2 separate regions of the Danio rerio genome follow, and region 1 is linked to region 2. A link is a contact called in public Hi-C data. All regions are on one chromosome and are shown on one strand. The core of a region is the stretch at or near the end of the contact, and the rest is flanking DNA. Distances in the headings are between cores, read along the strand shown. Region 1 holds the start of etaa1a (ETAA1 activator of ATR kinase a). Region 2 holds the start of actr2a (actin related protein 2a).

Region 1 (4,919 bases), core at 795-3,294, 130 kb before region 2:
ATTTTGAACTTCACATACACACCCCATGGCAGTGTTTCCCAAGTCTGTTCCAGGAGGCACACCAACAGGACTTATTTTGGGGGTCTCCGTTATCTGAGCCCTTAACTCAGATTTTGGAGTCTCTTCTTATGTTCTGATGAGTTGAGTTGATTCCGGTGTGTTAGATTAGGTTGAAAATGTGTACTGTTGGTGTGCCTTCAGGAACAGGTTTGGGAAACACTGCCCTATGGACATCAGAGACTCATTTTAAATGTTGTAAACTGTTACATAATAGGTCCCCTTTAAAGGATGCACAATTCTAGCAGACACACGTACCATGCCGAATGGGTGATGGAGATGTTGTGTCCCATACAATGTCCTGATGGCAGTCAGGGTCATTGCTGGGGGAGTCATCGGGGATCAGTCTTCTGAACTGACCTCTTGCTGGACGTGTTGGAGTTTTGAACTCAGCTATAAAAAAATAAGAGTTTTAATCCGTGTACATCTTTATGGAAATTTTTGTCTAATTCTTTTTCATTTGTGTGAACATGTTAGCTGTGACAAATGCAAACAAGTATACATTTTTAATTTCTTTTAATAAATCTATTTTATACTAACAAAAAATTGTTACACCTTTTTACACATGATTTGATTCCACTTTTTTGGCAAAATTTTACCTATTTTAAAAACATGAAAACGTGTCATATTTTAGCTAGTTTTTTTAAGTTCGGCCTGACAGTAATGACTTGTTTTCTGTTTTTTTTTTATTTTTATTTGTTTTACATTTTCAATGTATAAATTGCTAGCAGTTATCACAAATGGTGTTGGTATTGAAATCTATGCACATTAAAGAGTAAAAACATATTAAAACTATACTTTTAAGTGCATTTTAAGTATATATATATATATATATATATATATATATATATATATATATATATATATATATATATATATATATATATATATATAGTGCAGGGGTTTTTAAATTATTAAGTTTTTTTTCTCACTGACCATTAACCAATTAAAAAGTTGTGCAGTATTTCACTTATAAAAGTACTAATTTTTTCATGCTCTAAGTGTGCTGTAATGTTTTAGAAAAAAAACACTTGAGGTAAAGTGTAAAGTGGGTTTTATATTTGCACATTTAGATTTTCTCCTTAATAATATCATTTCATAAATGTTTTATTTGCAAATTCTAAATAGGGAAATCATGTTGTTCACAGTCAAATAGTGCTAATGTTGTTCTGAAGCCATACTTGCTTGCTACTTCAGCTCGAATATTCAAAGTAGCGTGGTAAACAATATAGGCACCGTGTCACAAGTTGTCACTGTTCAAAAATGAACAAATGTGGGAATATAAAACCCACTTCACCTCAATAAAACAAAAGTCTTTCTTACCTGACAGTTGCTAAATTTAGAAGCTAACGTTACTAAGATCAACATGAATGCCTATATTACATCACTATATCACAATATTATATTCATTTTATCAATATAAATGGTCGTTAATGAGTTTGTATACAACATAAAGCCCAGAAATACATTATTGTGTGTGTTTTGGTTGTATAAAATGGAGTTTGTACCTGTGTTTTTGTTTAGTGGCGCTGCTGCTTTCGGGCTCCGCTTCAGTCTGTTTACTTTCGACTTCATCTGCGTCAGTTTGGCGATTTCATTTTGCTCCTGACTGCCTCTGGACTCCATGTTACAGTATTGCTCGATATGTCCACAGTGCGATCTGTCACCGAGTTGGTGTAACATTATTTGCGTTTTCCGCTGCCATCATGATCCTGGACTTGTATAAATCTTTCAAACATTCCGCCAAAGACGAAGTTCCTCCCAGGATTCATTGCGGATATGCGCTCGAGAACGTCAGATGTGCGCAGCTTCTACGCATGCTGTCGATTTTTTTTATGTTTACGTTGACTTGAAGAGTCAGCATACTGTTATCCTGTTAAACATATTACTATTAGTATTCCGTCTTCTTTGACCAAGTATCCCTGCTGAAAAATCCAGCTTAAACCAGCCTAGGCAGGTTGGCTGGTTTTAGAGGGGTTTTGGTCACTGTGACGGGTAGGGTTAGGTGAGCCTATTAAAAAGCAGTGGATGCAGCTCAGATTGCACTGCACCAGGTCTGCAGCCAGATCCCTCTCTAGCAACCACCAACCGCTGTGCTTCCTGCCAACTGCCATTCCCAGTCCTAGCGCAGTCACGTTGGCTTTCTCACGCGAACATTAAAGTTCGTCAACAACTTTAGGTTCTAGTTTTAGCCAAATGATAACAATTATCTACATGCTAATAACAATTAGCTACATGCTATTAATGATTATCTAAGTGTAATATGTTAGAAATGCTTACTAAGTATTAGGATTTGATCAAACATGTACATTTAGCGAGCCAGTTTATGTTAGCAACTGTCTAGCAACCACTGCCAACTGCCATTCAGTCCTAGCGCCATCACGTTGGCTTTCTCATGTGAACATCAAAGTTCGTCAACGAATTTTAGGTTCTAATTTTAGCCAAATGCTAATAACAATTAGCTACATGCTATTAATGATTATCTAAGTGCAAGAACATGCTAGAAATGCTTAGGATTTAATCAAGCATTTACATTTAGCAACTCAGTTGGTTAGCAAATGCTAAGCAACCACCTAGCAATGACATAAATATTTTAGCAATTGGCTAGCAACCACTGTGCTTCCTGCCAACTGCCATACCTGCTGAAAAATCCAGCTTAAACCAGCCTAGGCTGGTTGGCTGGTTTTAGCTGGTCAACCAGGCTGGTTTTAGAGGGGTTTTGGCCACTTCCAGGCTGGTTTCCAGCCATTTCCAGCCTGGTCTTAGCTGGTCAGGCTGGGAGATAACCAGCTAAAACCAGCTTGACCAGCCTAGCCAAGCTGGGAGTCCAGCCAAAACCAGCTATATCCAGCTTAAACCAGACTGGTCAAGCTGGTTTTAGCTGGATTTGGCTGGTCATTTTCCAGCCTGACCAACTAATAGGCTGGAAATGGCTGGAAACCAGCCTGGAAATGGCCAAAACCCCTCTAAAACCAGGCTGGTCAACCAGCTAAAACCAGCCAACCAGCCTAGGCTGGTTTAAGCTGGATTTTTCAGCAGGGATTCCCAGCCCTAGAACAGTCACGTTGGTTTTCTCACATAAACATCAAAGTTTGTCAATGAATTTTAGGTAATTGTTTTAGCCAAACAATAACAATAAACAATTAGCTACATGCTATTAATGATTATCTAAGTGCAATAATATGCTAGAAATGCTTACTTAGTATTAGGATTTGATCAAACATATACATGTAGCAACCCAGTTTACGTTAGCAAATGCTTGGAAACCACCTCGCAATGAACATAAACATTTTAGCAACTGCCTAGAAACCACTTAGCAACAGCTGTCCTGCCAACTGCCAATCCTTATCCAGCACATTCCTTATCCAGCCCTTCCAGTTGCAACCCATCACTGGAAAACATCCACACACACACACATACACTACAGACAATTTTAGCATACCCAATTCCCCTATGGCGCATGTCTTTGGACTGTGAGGGAAACCGGAGCACCTGGAGGAAACCCACGTAAAGACGAGGAGAACATGCAAACTCCACACAAAAATGCCAACTGGCCCAGCTGGGGCTCGAACCAGCGATCTTCTTGCTGTGAGGCGATTGTGCTATCCACTGCGCCACCATGCTGCCGGATCGATTTCACATTTAAGTTTAATCCTTGGTTTCTGGCAATGCTTTCTCAGAGTTTTTCCCAGTGTCGTTTTAGGCTAATGTAGCGCAGGAAAGAGTTGCAGGAGCTGAACATAAATGTAAAGCCTCACGTGATCCTATTCTTTGAGCTTAGATGGATCTACATCCGCTGAGCGGTTTTTGTTAACAGTGAGTTTGATGAGTCATCAATCAAAATCCTTTATGTTGCACTAATTACTACTAGCTTTGTTCAGACGTGCAGTCAGAATGATTTAGCGCAGACTTTAAAGATTTTCAATATGGCACAGACCTAAAAATAAAAAAGGCAGCTTCATATTTCCATGCGTAAAAACCAAATTGATACATTTAAATTGGTCTTCTGAATGCTATACCAATTGAAAATACATTTAAAATTTGAATTAGACTCGCTGTGATACTGTTAGATTGGTTGATTTAAACCTAATATGAATTCATTTTAGTTAAACCATTCAATAATGTATTAATTTCCTTATACTCAACTTTTTTATTCTAATCTTTTTTTCATTTATTTATTTACATCAAATAAATCATGACCTTCTAATCAGCTGGTGTGTGTTCTGGCACAATATGGCTGCCGTCGCGTCATCCAGGTGGATGCTACACACTGGAGATTCCCCCATTGTGTAAAGCGCTTTGAGTGTCTAAAAGCTCTATATAAATGTAAGGAGTAATAATTATTATTATCATCACATGATCTGTTAAAACAACATGATTTTTTGTTGTGAGTGCTGGAAGTTTTATGGTAAATGTTTTTTCATTGTAGTTTATGCACATTTTTGTGAGTGTGCATGAGTAATTTAATGTGCATTTATTAAATTTATGCGCATCTTGGCATTTCCATCAAGCATTTTTAATGCAATATTCCAAAGTGCACATAAAAGTTGGTGGATGTAGCCATATCCAGTATGTCCTCTAGGAATTTTTCCAGCTGTGGTGGCAGGCCTTTTGCACAGATCTTCCAACTAACTACCTATATAGTTTGTTTTTCAATTGCAAATGTTGACGTGAGCGCATATTACAATTCGAGATCACATTCATGTTATACGAGCATGCAAATCTCTTTGCTAGCACTCCTTTGCTAGCATACCTTTAAATGACCAAAAACAATAAAGTTTGGAACTGTGAGTAGGCTATACGATAACAGACTTTTCATTTCTGGGTGAACTATCCTTTTAATGATGCAATAAATTCCCCAT
Region 2 (4,463 bases), core at 1,492-3,991:
CAAAACTGACGGTCTGTTTTAACTGCTCTTATATTAGCACAAAAATAATTTTTCTCCACCAATTTTTTATTCAACATTCTTTAGCTGTGAACAATGCGTCAAAGTAGTGTTTAACATGAATTAGACATAAAATAACTGCATTAAAAATAGGCGCTGAAAATATATTACAAAATGAAAAATGGATGACAGAAATCAAAATTCTTTGTTTCATTACTAATAGACACCTCACAGCGTCTGACCAAAGAAATTAAAATTGTAACCCATCTGAATGATTTATCAACCAGCAAAGCACAAACAAAATGCTATCCTTTCCTGTGTTCTGAGTGAGCGAAATTTCAGTCTTCGATTGGACTATATTAGCGTACTAATATAATTAGTGTATAATGTATAATAGTGTATATAATAGTGTAAAATAGAGACTGGGGGTATATACGGTGAGCATGGACAGACAGAAAGAAAGACTTTTTCTCTGTGCTTCTTTCCAGAGAGAAAAATAAATAAATAAATAAATAAATAAACACAAAGAATAAAATAAAAAAAGAAAGAAAACAAGATTCCTTTTCTTTTTGAGTGAGTGAGTGAGTGAGTGAGTTGGGGTAGTGTGTGTGGAGATGTTCTGTCTGCTGAATGAATATAGCCTGGATACCCATTTATTTCCTATGGCGGTCACTTTTGACCTGGAACACCACAGGTGTAACAGAATTGATTAAAACACTCAAAATTCAATGAAAGAGATGATCGTCACTTTTATAAGTTCAAGTGTATAGCATGGAGGATATCATAAAGCCTTGAGGCAATCAGATGTAAAACACAATGTTTATGAGTGATTTAAGTTGTACATTGTTCCTGTCGTGTCGAACACGACAGGAAGGTTAATAATTTAAATTCAGAAAAGTATTCTTTGCCAATCCTGTGATTTCTTTGGAAATTATATTAGCAGCCAAAGACGGTCAATGTACAACACTGTTCACAGTCAAATGAATTGTGCTAATGTTGTTTTGAAGTCGTACTTACATGTGACTTCTGACCGAATATCCAACCAACTAAACTCCTCTGACCACATTTCTAGAACTGCTCGATCGTGCAGATTCGCACTCTATAACATCAGAAAGATCCGACCCTTCTTTTCTGAACATGCAGCTCAACTCCTTGTTGAAGCTCTTGTTCTCTCCAAACTGGATTACTGCAACTCTCTACTAGCGGGGCTTCCAGCTAACTCTATCAAGCCTCTTCAACTGCTCCAGAATGCAGCAGCACGAGTGGTCTTCAATGAACCTAAACGAGCACATGTCACTCCGCTGCTCATCCGTTTGAACTGGCTGCCAGTTGCTGCTCGCATCAAATTCAAAGCTCTGATGTTTGCCTACAAAGTGGCTTCTGGCCTTGCTCCTTCTTATCTGCTCTCGCTTCTGCAGATCTATGTGCCCTCCAGAAACTTGCGTTCTGTGAATGAACGTCGCCTCGTGGTTCCATCCCAAAGAGGGAAGAAATCACTTTCTCGAACACTCACGCTCAATCTGCCCAGTTGGTGGAATGAACTCCCTAACTGCATCAGAACAGCAGAGTCACTCGCTACTTTCAAGAAACGACTAAAAACTCAACTATTTACTCTCCACTACACTTCCTAATCTGTAATTGCCTCTCTGAATATCACACTAACTGTACCCAAAATAATAATAATAATAATAAATAAAAATAAAAATACTAATACTACTAATACTTCCCTTCTTAGACTTTACAGACCTGAAACTTGCCTTTAGCACTTATTCATTGTTGCTCTTAGTTGTGTAAATTGCTTCCTTGTCCTCATTTGTAAGTCGCTTTGGATAAAAGCGTCTGCTAAATGACTAAATGTAAATGTAAACCATAGTAAACAATATAGGGAGGGAGCTATCATTGAACTAATTTGCGAATATAAAACCAAATTCACCTCAGTGTTGGTGGTTTTGGGAGGAATATGAACATGTATTATTATGATAACACCACTCGGTTTTTTAGATTATATGATAATTCATACAAAACGTTACAGATTTTTCCGCATTTTTTTTGGTATAACTGTGTGAAATAGCTGTTGCTTCCGCCCACATAAATAACACGGTTTTTGCGAGATATTTGCCACAACATTATTTAAATATCACAACAAGTTCGGTTTTATGGAGAATGATGATGGAATGCGTTGGTTTCTATACTCTGTCTAGTACGTCACTTCCTCTCTCGGCCAGATGTGAGATTGCAAACTCGGAAGTGAGTTCGTGATCATTTCTCTTTCTTTTTAGCGACACGAACACACACGCAACGTTAATTTTAATGCGCATTTCACTGTTTTTCGTTCTTTACGCACGCTCATACTGCGACCTCATAAAACAATCAATGAAATATGCGATTCATGTCATTACATACACACAATGACATAAACATAAACACGCAGCACTATTTAATATCTATATTAACAATGGTTTTCGTGCACCTGATCGGGTATTTCTCCACAGTGTGTAAATCACAGGTAATCAGTGTGTAAAATAAGCTGCCATCACTTCACTTCCTGTTCCGCTGCATCTTTTTCCTGCAAGTCGTCATTTAATTGTATACAGTCGCGAAGAAAACGCGCTGTTCACACCGGACGGGGTCGCTGAGAGTCCGCTTTCACACTCACCCCTGTCCCGTTGTCACAGACCACCACTTTTTTGCCCTGGCTGTCCATTTTTGTCCAGACTCGGTGAATCCGCCCTGATCTCTGCACCGCCGCCGCTGTTCTCGGCCAGGCGGAAGTCACAGCCCTGCCCTTCACACCGCTTCAAAATAAGAGTCAGACAAAATAAAAGCGTTTACGCTACTGTTTATGTATTGATGGAACGCTGTTTATGTTTTTATTTTTAAGAAATAGGCTCATTTTACAACTCCACAAGAGTTAAACGGGTGAGTTTCACCATATTGTGAAACATTCAGCCGATCTCCAGATATGGCGGGAGCACCTTTAGCTTAGCTTAGCATAAATAATTAAATGCGATTAGACCGTTAGCATATTTAACTTTCATATTTAAAGCGCGACTCTTCAATAGTTACACTAAGGTGTGTACTAAGGTTGACAAAAAAATAAAAAGTTGCTATTTTCTAGGCTGATATGACTAGGAGGGGCCACATGGTGGCTCAGTGGTTAGCACTGTTGCCTCACAGCAAGAAGGTCGCTGGTTCGAGCCCAGGCTGGGTCAGTTGGTGTTTCTGTGTGAAGTTTGCATGTTCTCCCTGTGTTTCCTCTGGGTGCTCCGGTTTCTCCCACACTCCAAAACATGTGGTACAGGTGAATTGAATAGTGTATTAATTTGTATGGATGTTTCCTAGTACTGGGTTGCAGCAGGAAAGGCATCCCCTGTGTAAAACATATGCTGAATAAGTTGGTGGTTCATTACGCCTGATAAGTAAAGGGACTAAGCCGAAGGAAAATGAATGAATGAATGAGATACCTAGGAACTGTACTTTCATTTATTGGTATAGTTGGCGGTTCATTCCGCTGTGGTGAGCCCTGATTAATAAAGGACATTATGCCGAAGGAAAATGAATAAATGAAGTATTTGAGAGCAGATTTTCACTTACTTTATAATTTCCTTGCACCAATTTTGACAGACATTCGTTAAAATTCCATACGATGATGAGAATTATTATAAATAATAATCACAATTTTACATGAAATTGAGAGTAAACACAAAACAAGCAAAAAAGCTCTCCTGTTTAATGACTTACACTCACAAACAACAAAATTGCTGTATAAAAACATGTCATGTCTTTTTAAGTGCAGATGGATAGCGATGACAACTGATATACTTAAACATAATGTCCATATTTCCATTCAGTCCACATTAAAGTCCACTCAAACAGGCAAAATCCACCTTTTATTCTCTGGTCCCTTAAGAGAAAATCCAAAACAAAAACACACAATCAAACATCTAAAATGATTCAAAGGTGATAGTTTACACAGTGACAGCAGTTGAGCTTTGCTTCCTCGAATATAACCACAATCAAAAACACATAAAATCAACAGCTTAAATAAGACCAAACAGTAACAGCAAACTTTCGTTGACCTGAAAAAGCAAAAATCCGACATGAAATATACAGACAGTTTTCAACATTAAACTCTGTCCTCGTCAAAAAAATACTATTAAATAAACCAAACACACTCAGTTCAAGCACACAAGATTTACAATTTACAGAAGCAACCAGCCATATATATCTTACAGCAACAATGAGTGTCATTACCCACAATCCTCCTGTTATAGAGCCCACAGTAAAACACAGAGTACCGGTTTAGCTTCTGATAGACAGCAATGCAACAGCAGGATCATGTATTCAGTGTTTGAGACGTGTGTGTGTGTGTGTGTGTGTGTGTATTAACCAAAGTGATAAAGAACGATTATCAACCCTTCATAAATCAATGCCACATTTAAAGTGTACTCTACAAAAGAAATGTA

What was found. A called contact is a pair of places that touch in the nucleus more often than the background predicts.
Region 1: a Hi-C map of gastrula embryo shows a contact between it and region 2, with 4 times the contacts expected there. The contact joins the promoter of etaa1a here to the promoter of actr2a in region 2. A contact is called at or near these places in 1 of 18 Hi-C or Micro-C datasets (gastrula embryo) and 2 of 4 datasets of contacts at active chromatin or transcription factors (embryo and gastrula embryo).

The regions. Positions count from the first base shown.
Region 1 is chr1:54,856,634-54,861,552 of GRCz12tu, reverse strand. It overlaps etaa1a (ETAA1 activator of ATR kinase a), which reads right to left and starts at 2,044. Exons shown (of 6, transcript NM_001111157.2): 1 at 1,566-2,044; 2 at 316-450. The coding sequence starts at 1,683.
Region 2 is chr1:54,727,740-54,732,202 of GRCz12tu, reverse strand. actr2a (actin related protein 2a) reads right to left here and starts at 2,741. Exons shown (of 9, transcript NM_213499.1): 1 at 2,654-2,741. The coding sequence starts at 2,701. atg4da (autophagy related 4D, cysteine peptidase a) reads right to left here. Exons shown (of 11, transcript NM_001423806.1): 11 at 3,616-4,463.